Regions from separate parts of the Sus scrofa genome. Here regions 1 and 3 are each linked to region 2. The links are chromatin contacts, called in public Hi-C and HiChIP or PLAC-seq maps. All regions are on one chromosome and are shown on one strand. Each heading gives the region's core, a stretch centred on a gene start, on an enhancer-like site or on the middle of the called end of the contact. The rest is flanking DNA. Distances are from core to core; before and after follow the strand shown. Region 1 overlaps MACF1 (microtubule-actin cross-linking factor 1). Region 2 overlaps MACF1 (microtubule-actin cross-linking factor 1). Region 3 overlaps MACF1 (microtubule-actin cross-linking factor 1).

The links. Hi-C and Micro-C count contacts between places; a contact is called where the count stands out from the background. HiChIP or PLAC-seq counts read pairs in DNA pulled down with a chosen protein or histone mark.
Region 1: a Hi-C map of omental adipose tissue shows a contact between it and region 2, with 1.5 times the contacts expected there. The contact joins two enhancer-like sites. A contact is called at or near these places in 2 of 47 Hi-C or Micro-C datasets (embryonic fibroblasts and omental adipose tissue) and 1 of 2 datasets of contacts at active chromatin or transcription factors (alveolar macrophages).
Region 3: a contact with region 2 is called in an H3K27ac HiChIP or PLAC-seq map of alveolar macrophages. The contact joins two enhancer-like sites. A contact is called at or near these places in 1 of 47 Hi-C or Micro-C datasets (embryonic fibroblasts) and 2 of 2 datasets of contacts at active chromatin or transcription factors (alveolar macrophages and skeletal muscle).

Annotation. Positions count from the first base shown.
Region 1 is chr6:95,210,397-95,214,824 of Sscrofa11.1, reverse strand. MACF1 (microtubule-actin cross-linking factor 1) reads right to left here. Exons shown (of 96, transcript XM_021095983.1): 46 at 2,340-2,506; 47 at 929-1,085. Among named protein-coding and RNA genes, the nearest start is that of KIAA0754, 36 kb to the left of the region's middle. Within about 2 kb of position 1,579, at least 14 of the 83 cell types and tissues checked have an H3K27ac peak or open chromatin away from gene starts, as enhancers often do. A contact at or near this core is called in omental adipose tissue, where this site is marked.
Region 2 is chr6:94,977,841-94,981,937 of Sscrofa11.1, reverse strand. The region is part of intron 2 of MACF1 (microtubule-actin cross-linking factor 1); the gene reads right to left. Among named protein-coding and RNA genes, the nearest start is that of MACF1, 20 kb to the right of the region's middle. Within about 2 kb of position 2,602, at least 55 of the 83 cell types and tissues checked have an H3K27ac peak or open chromatin away from gene starts, as enhancers often do. A contact at or near this core is called in alveolar macrophages, omental adipose tissue and skeletal muscle, where this site is marked.
Region 3 is chr6:95,231,269-95,235,744 of Sscrofa11.1, reverse strand. All of the region lies in intron 54 of MACF1 (microtubule-actin cross-linking factor 1), which reads right to left. Among named protein-coding and RNA genes, the nearest start is that of KIAA0754, 15 kb to the left of the region's middle. Within about 2 kb of position 1,829, at least 46 of the 83 cell types and tissues checked have an H3K27ac peak or open chromatin away from gene starts, as enhancers often do. A contact at or near this core is called in alveolar macrophages and skeletal muscle, where this site is marked.

The DNA.
Region 1 (4,428 bases), core at 330-2,829, 230 kb before region 2:
TGTCAATTTTTTTTTATTAGTTATTCTTGATTCCAAAGAGCCACAGTTCCCAAACTATGCACTGACTCACAGGATATTTTAAATTTTTGAGGGAAATACACTGACATCTGTTGGACGCCATGTGAACAACCACTGTTAAGTTATATGGACCTGACCACTTGACAAGTGAGGTTTTTTAGTTTGGGGGGATTTTCTTGAAACACAAAGGGCACCATGAACCAAAAACTTGGGGAACCTCTATCCTGGGGAGTTCCCACAGCAAATGCTCCTGACATTCTCTCTGTGAAAGCAACCAAACTCTTTTCTTTTGTCTGCTCAAGATAAATGCTGTTATACTAAGAAAATAAGGGCAAACACATGAGAGTTAATTGAAGGCTGGTTTCAACAAAAATCAGAACTAAGTCAGAGGTGCAAACATCGAGGCTGGATGACTATGAATCCAAGAGAGAAGGGATTCTGTAGCAGATGGGAGAAAGGCTGATACTACCCTTGTAGATACCTTGCAACCACCTGGTTCTAACTTTTCCCTTAGTAGCCATAGTACTAGTTCTTCTCTCCTCAATTTCTTGATCATATATTTGGTCAACTGCTCACATATAATTGTCTAATTCTCAAACATACAATGAGAGTGTGAGCTTGAGACCTGACAACTGTCTTTTTCATAACCTGCCATAACATGACAGACTTGCTCCCAAATAGCTGAAACTTTATAGGTATCACCCCCAGATGATTGGTTGTTTTTTTTTTTTTTGGTTATTTATACAGGAGATGTTTTGGTGCTCAGTGCTTGGGTGGCGGTAGGTGGGAAATCACATGAAAATAATGGAGAATTGCTGTTCTGATCCAGATGGGTACCTGGGATTTCTTCCACCACTTTCCCAAATGGCTGTCTAGACTGATTGCTCCTGGAGATCCTCTGTTCACCTACCTTCAGGTGTTCAATCTGCTTTTCCAGCTCTTTAGTACTCATGAAAGTCTCCGTAGGCGGAATGGTCCCTTCAGTTTCCTTCAGCCATTTCTGAAAAGTCCTAACCAGCTTCCGGAATTCATCTAACTGCTCCTGGCAAGACGATGCATCTTCCTCTCTGTCAATGGAGACATTTTGTTACTGGCCAGACTATGCTTTGTAAAGCAGTCAACTTGAACTAAAACTAGGTTCATTCTAGGACTCTAGGCATCAGTTTCCTAACAGGGCCTTTCCTTCCCATAATCTTTTCCATGGCAGCTTTGGCTAAACAATCACATATAATGTAGGAGAGCATCAAACTAAGGAATCTGTTGTCCTTGTTTGGACATTTCTGGAGAAAGGAGTCTTCAATCTTACTCCAGGCTAAAGTGAAAGTGAGAAAAACTAAAGAGAGCCTGCTATTTAGGTACTATGATACAATGGAAAGAATGCAGGCTTTGGATCTCAAGTTCAGCTCAGCTATTTTTTAGGTATTTGACTCTTTCAAGGCCCAATTCAAATGCTAATTCCTTTAGCAAGGAAGATGCCAAAGCTGAGGCTCAGCGAGGTTAGGCCAAGCACATCAATGAGTAAAATAAATCAAAGAAGGAGGAGAATTCAGTCTTGAAATTAACTTTTGGAAATGGTCATGTCTATTAGACTTCGAGCCAGAGATCCTGGTTCTTCATAAAGCTAAAAGGCCTTCAACAGAGAGGAAGAAAAACAAAGCCTTCTTGGCCTCTGTTCTGTCCCGTTCCCCTGCACTAAATAACCTGCTGCTTACAGGGGTGATATGAGCAACTGCTTTCCCCGAAGCTGTAGCCATCTGCTAAACAGAGATATTTATGGCTAAACCAAAGGAAGTTGTACGAAGCTTTAAACCCACGTGAGGGTTTCTCCTGGGGGGACCACGGCTTTTCAACAGTGAGCTGATAATCTGAAGTCAGTCACCTTTGTTGTATTTTCCCATGTTTGCCTTAAAAGAAGAATCCAGGAACTCCTTCAAAACGCCTACTTAAATGTGGTCAAAACAAGCAGTATGGAGAGCCAACATAACCCTAAATTATGTCCGGGAAGTCTCTTCCAATTTTTCTCACTATTTCAAATCCTGCCACAATCCTACTTGCTGACACGATTTGTTCTGTTTGGTCCAGGTGACCAGGGCTTTTCATGGTACAGAGGGGGAGCCAGGCTCCACTACTGCGAAAGAACTCATAATTTAGTAACAGAAAGACACTAAGCATCAAATAGACTGAGTAGCTTTGAAAGAGGCACATTCCAATCTCCTATGGCTCAGTAGCAGAGTTTTGATGCCATCTTGTCTGATGAGGAAGGAAGAGAAAATCATGTCATTCTACAGCAAGAAAAAATTAGCTCCAAACATGAAACTCACCTTTCTTTAACTGTCTTCTGTAGCTCTGTGAAGTCCTTTTTGAGGTTCTGTACCCTGTTCTGGTGCTGGGACAGGTCCAGTGCAAAGCCGCAGGAGCTCAGGTCAGTGACCAGGTGCTCAAGAGTATCCAGGTTCTCCTGCTGGTCTTCCATTTCCAAATTGAGCTCCTGTCAAGCAGACAAGGAAATGTATTAATCCTTTGATCCTTATAAACCAATAGACTCTAAAGAATGAAATGTATCTAGATTAAAGCTTAGACAAGTTATCCCTAATCTGCAGAAAAAGAGGGAACAAAAAAAGAGGCATGTTTGGAATGGATAAGCAATGAGATCCTGCTGTTATAGCACTGGGAACTATAGCTAGTCACTTATGGAGCATGATGGAGGATAATATGAGAAAAAGAATGTATATGTGTATGTGTGACAGGGTCACTTTGCTGTACAGTAGAAAACTGACAGAACACTGTAAACCAATTACAATGGAAAAAATAAAACTCATTTTAAAAAAGAAAAGAAAAGAGGTATGTTTACTGGGTCAACTGCTAGATCGTAACATAAAATATGTGGGATTTTTTCAATCCACCTGAAAGTGGCTAGGAGTTGCAAAGGAATCAATCTCCTTTAAAGAAATGTTCAGGAGTTCCCATTGTGGCTCAGCAGTAACAAATGCAACTAGCATAAACATGAGGATGCAGGTTTGATCCCTGGCCTTGATCAGCGGGTTAAGTATCCAGAGTTGCCATGAACTGTGGTGTAGGTTGCAGACATAGCTCAGATCCTGCATTGGTATGGCTGTGACATAGGCTGGCAGCTGCAGCTCTGATCTGACCCCTAGCCTGGGAACTTCCATATGCCTCAGATACAGCCTCATAAAGAAAAAAAAAGTATACTATGGTTAGTGAACAGAAAGATAGTGAAATAGAACAGAAAAATCAAGAAATAGACTTGAATACATTTGGAATTTTGTATTTGATAAAGATGTGTCCTCAAATTACTGGGTGAAGATAGACTTTTCAAAGAAATGATATTGGAAACAACGAGACAGAAAATTGGAAAAAGATAAACTTGTACTCATACCTCATACCATAATACCTCAGAATACATTTCAATTGTTAAAATAATCAAGTTTAAAAAAATGAAACCATGCAAGTTCTAGAAGAAAGTGAGCATAAATTCCATCATAACCTGGGTGTGGCAAAAGGCTTTCAAACTATGACTAAAAATACATCTTCAATGAAAGAGTGATATCTCTGAGTTCAAGCTGTACTACAAAGACAGTAATCAAAACAGTAATGGTACTGGCACAAAAATAGACATATAAGTCAAAGGAATAGAATAGAGAGTCCAGCATAAAAATTCACATGGATAAAGAAGAAGTGATACACGTACACACACAATGGAATATTTCTCAGCCCTAAAAAGTATGAAGTCTTGCCATTAGTGACAATATGGATAACTGTAGAGTGTATCAGGCTAAGTGAAATAAGTCAGAAAAAGACTAATACTGTATGATCTTACTTATATGTGAACTCTAAAAAACAAAATAAATTAATGAATAAGACAAAATGAAAACAGACTCATAAATACAGAGAACAAATAGGAGGTTGTCAGAGGGGAGAGGTTGGAAGGATGGGTGAAATAAGTGAACAGAATTAAGAGATGCAAACCTCCCCTCATAAATTTAAGTCATAGGGATGTAAAATACAGCATAAGGAATATGGTCACAAATACTGTAGTAACTTTGGGGACAGATGCTTCCTAGCTTTACCATGGTAATCATTTTGTGATGTATTTAAATGTTGAGTCACTATGTTGTACATCTGAAACTAACATAAAATTGTATGTCAGCTATATTCATTTTTAAAAAGAGAGATAAAATCCATTGTATAGAAATTTTTAAAACAACTTTTACATGGCCAAAAACACCATAAGCAAAGCGAAAGACAAAGGACAAACTGTGAGAAAATATTTCCAACACCTCACATATAAAGAATTTCCCTAACATAGAACTCTTTTAAGTTGAAAGAAAAAAAAAAAAAAGACCACACTTTTGACAGAAGTGGCAAAAGATATGAACCCATAGTTTACAA
Region 2 (4,097 bases), core at 1,353-3,852:
GCCAAAACCATGCTCACCATCAACAGAGGGAAATGGTTGCCAGGCACAATTGTGAAAAACCCATGCTTGACAAGCATCCCTAATACAGCTGCAATACATCCTGCTCTACTCCCTTCACACTGCAAATGCATCACTTCCCTTCTCATCTTTGCCCCTTCCAGGGGCCATTTAAGGCAGCTGAAAACTTGAGCTCTTCTTCTGAATACAAAAATCCTGTTTCATTTGCAGAATGATGTGACTACAAATTAACGGCAGCAGAAAGAGAAAGCCAAGTAATTTAATGGCCAACCAATGAGAGTCTAAGACCCCATCATCATCAATATCTCTTTCCCCAAGTCTCTCCAAAACTAATTCCTGGCTTTAACTTCACAAACTACCTCCCCCACTCACTTTATTGATTTCAGCTTAGGCAAACAGTTCCCCAAAAAGGCAGTGAAGGGATTTCTAAGTCTGGAAAATGCAGGAATTCCATACAGCAAAGTAACAAAGGCTCGGATGCTAATCCACCCTGACATCCCAGTAAGAATGGTTCAAAGAGGGAAAGAGAAATTCTTCTGCACCTATCATAAGGCAGACTGCACAACAATCTCCCATACAGCTCATGTTAATTTACTCTGACCAGCCATTTTTGACTCATTCCTCCCCTCAAGAAAAAGATCTGTATCTGGGAAGGATCGAATTCCTATACACCTGACCGAAGTCCTTCAGAGGAACGCCAAAGTGAGTGAGACAGCTAAAAGGACTGGACACAGGAGCCTCTTCTGGAACAAGCCCTACTTCCCCCTTCTTTCCCAGTTTCGTTTGCCAGCAATCCAACTTCCTTTCAGCTGGAGGCCACCTGCAATACAATCCAGCATCCAGTGAGGTACTGAGATTTCTTCACCTATTTTTATTTTACTTCTGCCGGTTTTTAAAGCTGTCACAGCCCACGGCAGACCCAGAGTGTCCTCCCTCTGAAGAGTGCAGAGCTGCTCAAAAGCCTGCAAAGAAGACTTAATGAAACATCCACTTAGCAGCATTATTGTCAAAGAAGTTCAGCAGCACAATCTAACCTCTTTGTGCTCTGAAATGAACCCTGTTCCTTAGAGGAAAGACCACGGGGGGGCTGACAGAAAACTTGCCGCAGGCAGGAAAACCTGGACAGCTTACAGGAGCTGATGCAGAGGGGGACAGGCAGAACTCCCAAGCAGGTCCATTTCAGCATTCTCTCCCTCCTCCCCCACACCCCCTGCTGCATTTCCCCAGCAGAGCTCTAATGCCAAAAGGGTTGGGGGGAAGGAGCATTTTACAGCTTTTTCATTAGTTTCCCTTCACTGGGTAGGTGTTGTAAACAAGCATGCTGGACCCGGTCATAAGAGCTGAAGTTTCCTCTCCTTCACATGAAAAGAAACTAAAGGCCCAATCACAAGGGCCACAGCTGAATAAAACAGGAGAAAGTGCTGCCCATGTAGTTTCTGGGAAAATCTCCATGTCTGTGGAAAGCACAACTGCTACACAAAGCCAAACCCCAGAACTGGATGTTAAAGATCAGAGCCGGGGGGCCTCCTAAGGCCACTGCATCCCTGGCTTCCACGTAAGGGGCACCTACACCAGTTAGGGAAATGCGGTCCACCGAGCCTCTGGGCCTGTCAAAACTTTCTCTGCAGGGTTTGGATGAAGCATTAACTTGCAGAACTTCTTAGCAAGAGAGCTTCCAGGACCGGAAATCCGAGCTCCAAAACAAATCTTTATTTGGGGGTGGGAGGTAAAAAGCAGTAGACCCCCGCCTCATCAGGCTCGAAGCCCAGGGGCTGGGGGTGGGAGGAGGCCTCGTCACCAAAACTGCACACTCACGGACCCCGGCGGATGCTCGCCCGCTGCCCCCCGACCCCCAAGTGACCGAGGTGGTTCACAGCCTCGGCTGCCATGCGACCGATCGGAGGCCGAGGGAGACAAAAGGGGGCGAGGGACCCTTGGCGGGCACGCGGAGGTCCGAGCCTCTCCAAGGACGGGTGGTTTCTCCCGCCCCGGCTCCTCCTCCTCCCCGCACTCCCCGCCGCGTTAGGTCTCCGAGCAGCTCCCGGCCTCGCCTCCTTCCAGCGGGGGCCAGATAACAGGGCACATAATGTAACTAGTGCTGTGAAGGCGCCGTCCCAGGTGGGAGAGGGCTCGGCGGCTCACCTCAACTCCGGAAACGAGCGGGCCCCGGCCCACGGCCGCTCCGGCCCGGCCCCAGCACCGGTGGGCGCCACCCCGCCCGCCGCCCCACCTGCCGCGGGCCCGGCTCTGGCCAGTCCCCGGCCCCGGCCGCCCGCCGCCGCACCTTTGTAGCGCTCCAGCACATCCTCGTACGCCTGCACGAACTCCTTCTCCTGGCTGCGGTTGGCCGGCTGCTGACCCGGCACGTAGCCGGCCATGGCCGCCCGCGCCGCGCTCTCCCGGGGCCCCGGCGGACGCCGCTTCCAGGCCCGCGCGCTGAGGCGGCGGCGGCAGCTGCCCCAGCCTCGGCCCTTTGTGCGGCCCGGGGGCGGCGGCGGCGCCCCGACTCTCGGCTCTCCGCTTCGCGCTCGCCTCGCCCGGCCTGCCGCTCGCGCTCGCTCCTGAGCCCGCTCGCCCGGCTGCTCGCGCTCCGCCGCCGGTCCCGCTGGCGTTTCCGCCTCCCCACCCCTCGGCTGCGCTCCTCCCTCAGCCCGCCCCGCCGGCGGCGGCGGCGGCGACGGCGGCGTCTCCTCCCGTCGGGAGCGCCAGGCCCGGCCCGCTCCCCGCCCCTCTCCCCGCCGCCCCCGCGGCCCGGCGCGTCATCGGCCCCGGGGCTGCCCACCCGGGTGCCCCCCACCCGGGGCTGCGGACCCCCGCCCGACCCGGACGGGAGGCCGGCCCCCGCGGGGGCGTTCCGCCGGAGCCCGGCCGGGTGGGAGGCCCCTGGCTGGTGGGATGAAAGGCCCGGCCGGCCGCAGCGGCGGGGAGAGGCCCGGGCCCACTCGGCGGGGCGGGCGGGTGGCCCAGGCGGCGCGGACCCGCACCCCGAGCCGGGACAAAGGAGGGAGCCCCCTGGCTGAAGAGAAACCGAGCTGGGCCTGTGCGGCGCTGGAGAAGGACCCAGCGAACCTGTAGGGAAGGGAGAGCCGAAGACCTAGATAGATCCCCAGGCTAGACAGGGTCAGAATGAGGCCGGGGGAGGCCAAGGGAACACTCAGACCACAAAGAACCCCAGGAACAAAGGGTTTTCCAGAAACTGAACTCGAAATGAGAGGGCAGACCCAGCTCCATGAAGTAAACCAGGCCAAGAATGAGGAGCCAGGGCCTGAGAAATGACACCTGAGGGAATGAAAACAGGATTCTGATTGCACGACGGGGTGCATGAGACAGGAGGACACAAATCTATAGGGAAGAGATGCAACAGGATTATTACACTGTGACAGCCATGGGAACAGAGAGGCTTAGATCAAAAGGGAGAGATGTGGGAACCTGAGGCTGAAGCAGGACTTCTACGGAACAAAGAAAAGGGTTCTGGAGCATAGCTGGGAGGGGAAGGAAAAGGGAAGCCAATTTTCCTCTGCCATCAGGGAAAAGGAAAGAGTGAAGAAAGGACTCTGGTAAATACCGTTAGGGAGGTACTGGGGACCACTTTGAGGCGGGAGTTCCCAACGTGCTCTGCTCCTCCAGTCAGTTCTGTATCCTTCAGTCCCAGAGTCATGGAGGGCACTGGGGCCAACCAAGAGCAGTGATTGAGGAACTCCCGTAAATGCAGGTGATCTTTTTGCCACATCTACCCCCATCCAGCCATTATCCTACCCAGCCAGGACAAGTCTATTGACTTGATTTGGGGGGGGGGATTGCAGGTGGAAAAGCAGTTGTAGGTTAAAAGGCTGGCTGACCTCATAATAACAGCACTTTAGCAAGTAAAAAAAGAATTCATGTGATACTGAGCAGAGGAAATTGGGGTTCGGGCTTCCATTTCAGTCCCATTCTTGAGATTTTTAAGAGAGCTTCTCACCCCCAGGGCAAGGCCTGCATGCATCTTTGTGTGCTAGGAGGAGTGCCAAGGATTTGGTCAATGCCCAGCAAGCACATTAATAACAAGAGATGATGCTTTTCACTAATAGGTGCACAACTGT
Region 3 (4,476 bases), core at 580-3,079, 250 kb before region 2:
TTTTTAAACCAGACACAGATTAGCACCAGCAAAAATAAAGAATTCAGGGCCTGGCCTAGAGGAAGGCTGTTTCACAGGCAGTTGTTGCTACTAACCACCATAATCAGATTACTAGGAGGCAGCTCACTACATAAACATTCACTTAATCGACAAACACCCTTTCCAACTTGAGTCCCAAATTTCCCACATACAGATGGAAATTTTCTTCTAGGGCAGTGGTCCTCAGTTGAGGGCGACTTTGCTTCTCAGGGGACATCTGGCCATGTCTAGAGGTACTTCTGGCTGTCACACTGGGGAAGGCGTGCTACTGGCATCTAGTGGGTAGAGACCAGGGAGGTTGCTAAACATCCTATAATGCACAGGTCAGCTGCCCACAACAAAGCAGCAGCCAGCCCCAAATATCAAGAGTGTCCAGGTTAAGAACCCGATTCTAGAGCATTCTCTTTACTCCTTTGGACTCTAGCAGTTCCTATTGGCATAGCCTTGTTTAAGGCAGAAAGGAAGGGAGGGAGGGAGGGAAAGAACAGAAAGAAAAACCAAGACAGGCCAAGGGTCAGCACAAGGCAGAGGTGGAGGGTTAACTCATCTTATCTTGGCTGCTATGAAGCTGGAGACACCTAAACCTCCAGGTGACAGACAGGTCACAGCAAGTGTGATTTCCTTTCTCTCCAAGGGCAGGGAGAGAATGCTGACTTGATATGTTCTCTTCTCTGGTAAGTCTAACTGGCAATGACACAGATGAGCTGATACTGCCTTTGTAATTATTTGAAAGGAAAGAGAGAGTATCTTTGTGCAAATTGGCAGTCTCTCGGCTCCATGGCAGGCCCTGTCTTCCAAGAGTGCTCACATGTGCTTATAGGGAAGCCCTAAGCTCGAGTTCCATGAGGCAAAAAAATCAAATGAAGAGGTTTATGGGGCTTTCTTGTTCTGGCTGCATAGTACAGCAGAGGTCTCCTGACAGATGCTGCAAGTGTACACAGTGTCCCTGAGCCCGGGCCCTGCTCAACCAGAATTAGGACTGAGAACAGTGTGCCTGCCCACAGCCCCCCCAAACCCAGTCCTCCACACAAATCCTGACTGAGGGTCAGCGTGGTTCGTGAGGAGGGTGCAAAGGAAGGAATTGGTGTAGGTGCCGAACAAGCTCGATTCTTGATTACAAAACCGCTAATAGAAAATTTCAAAATGAGGAAAATATCCTGTTATCATCGGGCTTTATGGAGCTCTTCTCCAAACTTCAAGTCTTTTCCTTCCCCTCCCAGGAAGGTCATGCCGGGGGAATTCTGTGGCTTAAGTTTCAGTGAAATAAAGGTTCCTCCTTTCTTGTTAGTCTCTAGTCATGTGCATATACAATTCCTTTTCCTCAACAATCAGAGACTCTCTCGTTCAGGAAAACGGAATTTCCTGAAGAGATTAGCCAAAGTCTTTTCCTTTGAGTTTTCTGAAAACATGCTCGATCCTCTCATATCCTCTTTTGTGACTTCTGGACTGGCTTTTTCCTTCTACTTCCAAACGAGAGCTTGAACCCAGTCAAGTGCCTAACTCAGAAGGTTTGAGGTCTTTGCCTGCTTAGTGGGAAAGCACTCTCTTCCATTCCCATTTGATAGGTCCTCGCTGGCTGACCAGATTCTCAATTACTCAGAGGCAATCGAGGGAAAAGCCTTTCCTAGGAATAATGACTTTTGGTTTTTCACGTTCATTTAAGAAGGAAATAATTTTTCCCACAGGCTAATCGCTGTTCCGAGCATTCACTGGCACTACTGCAGGGTCCCCAGTAAGCCCAGGGTTCTCCACGGAGCTGACTCATCTGTCTCTTCTGGCCATCCCCCGTGGAGTCAGGCCAGAGCACAGCCTCGCTTCCGCCTCACAGATTCATACCCTCTTCTCTTCAGTAGATTCTGTGCTGAGAGCATGATCCCATTATAAAAAGAGTTGAAAACTTAAAGCAAATGCTCTTTTTTAGTATTTCTCTTCATCTCTTTTTCCTTATTAAAAACGATTCGAATCTGAAAGCAGAGTCAAGCTGTTTGCATCTGGCCTGCTGCTGGTGTGAGGGAAGATGAATTTATCACTGGACTGCAGAGCACATTAACACTGGACTCAAAGCTCAGATCATGAAAATGACTCAGTCCTCAGAATGGGTCCAAAAGATCTTCCCTTTACTTAGCCTCTAAGGGACTTTTCCCCTCATTGTTTTCACTTCCCATGAGCTCAGAATGAGCTCAGCCAGGACTGAGCTCCTCCCCTCCTGACTCAAGAGCTTGTTTGGGAGGAGGCAAACTCTTCCCAAAGCCCTTGACTTTATAAGGTGGACCTGTGGAACCAGGCTTCTGATTTGCATCCCCAACTTGAGGAGGCCACAACACAGGGCCCCCAGCTTCACCCGCCTCCTCCCTCTCATCTTCAGGTCTTGCCTTGTCAATGCCAGTTCCCTGCAGTGAACACACTGGTCCCAGCCTTCACATCCATGGTGCTGGGGGTGGGAGGCTTCTTCTTAGAGCTCAGTGAAACACGTCTGCTGTACCAAGCGGCTAAGCAGCTACTGAACCCTGAGCACTGCTAGGCTACAAACTAGGATACAAATAAAATATGGCAACGCCCCGTGATTTCTTAAAATGTGCCAGCAGCATCAAAATTCAGAATGTCTCTAGGAACCAAGGATTAAATGAAAAAGAAACAATGACTTCTCAAATCCAAACACTACACATGCCTGCCTGTGGACTCTTGTTTATATCCTAGGTCATATTTAATGCAATTTAAATAAGCTTGTTTACCTCGTTTTCTAGCTCACGGACGATAAGATGGAGGGGATAGACTGCTCAAGGCAGACCCAAGTGACAACAGTGAAAAGTAACAGCAGTAAGAAATAACACCCGATATCACAGTAATGGGGGAAAAAAACAGAAAATAAACCCCTTCCCCATATATATGTATACACACACATCCAATCCCACCAGCACAGCAATTGCAGGACCTAAACAAGAACTTCAATACAGAACTCAAACTGTGTGGTAATTTAAGCACATTTAATGCAAAGCAGCTTCAAGTGTCTCTAATGTCCTTGAGAATATCACCACAGTAGAGAACGGTATATCTTTTTCAGTCATGTTAACCTACACTCATAAAGAAAAACTTACAACGTAATGTTGAGAAAAACAGGGAAATAAAAGTAAAAATAGTTCCTATATAAACTAGAATCTAGTCTGATGAAACTATTTTGGAGCCTCAAGGGATAAGCTTTAGTTTTCTACAAAACTCATTTAGTTGGTTAGATAGTTAATTCTAAGTAATTGGGACCCAAGTCCGAATTAGGATAAACGAGAAGTGTGCCTGTAGCAGAGCCTCTGCTTTCGAGGGGCTGACAGTGGCGGAGAGCAGAGAAGTGCATGAGGTGAAGCAAGAAAGGCCGCCCTGCCGCTGGCTGAGGGTGGGTGTTTCCCAGAGGAAAACACGTGGGCCTGTGAGTTTGAACTTCCTCTACCTGCCCAGGTACCTCAGAATCCCAGATTCGAGGACTTGCATTACTCCACACTGCACTGTAAGGGGTTCTTCAGCTCGTGGCTCACCTGAGTGCTGAACATCCCCAAAGCTAGAGGGCCCTTCTGATATAGCCAGAGGGATGGATTGTGTCTACAAACGGGTGACCTTTCTCGGACCATATGGCTCTGACCGGGCATCAATACCACCTTTCCATCCACGTTTTTAAAGGAAAGAATCCTGAGAGGCAGGGGCCCTGAGAGAACAAACAAAATCTTTTGGCAGAAGCATTATGGTGTAAATGGATGGCAGTAAAGCTCTGGCATCATCCTTTCCAAATCTGCTCCAGGCACCAAGAAGGAAAGATCCCCAAAAAGGCTTCCAGCAGGGGAGGGCGGCATTTTAGGTAAGTCCTAGAACGAAAGGCTCATGAGGTAAGAGCCAAGACCCCACAGACAGTCCTGGGTTCCAAGCCCGTACCAGCAAATTAGCACGTTTGAGTCAATTCCTCTCATCTTCTCCTGTTGTGCAAAATCTCAGGACTGGAAATTCTGACTCATGTAAAGAATCAAAACATCTTTGCAATTAAGGCAGTGCTTCCCAAACTCTCCAACAGGCAGAGAGGGCTTGTGCTCTTGAGGAGTCTGGGGCACAGGCTTTTTTTTTTTTTTAAGGGCTGCACCTGTGGCATATGGAAGTTCCCAGGCTGGGGTTGAATGACAGCTGTATCCACAGGCCTACGCCACAGCCACAGTAACTCGAGATCCGAGCCACATCTGTGACCTATACCACAGCTCATGCAATGCTGGATCCTTGACCCGCTGAGCAAGGCCGGGGATCAAACCTGTGTCCTCATGGATACTAGTCAGATTCGTTTCCACTGAGCCATGAAGGGAATTCCTGCGGCACAGTCTTAAGCATTCCCTGTTCCAAGTGGAAATGTCTTTAAAGTATCATGTTTTGTCTTAATACTTCAGGAAAATTTTGCATATTTCATAACAC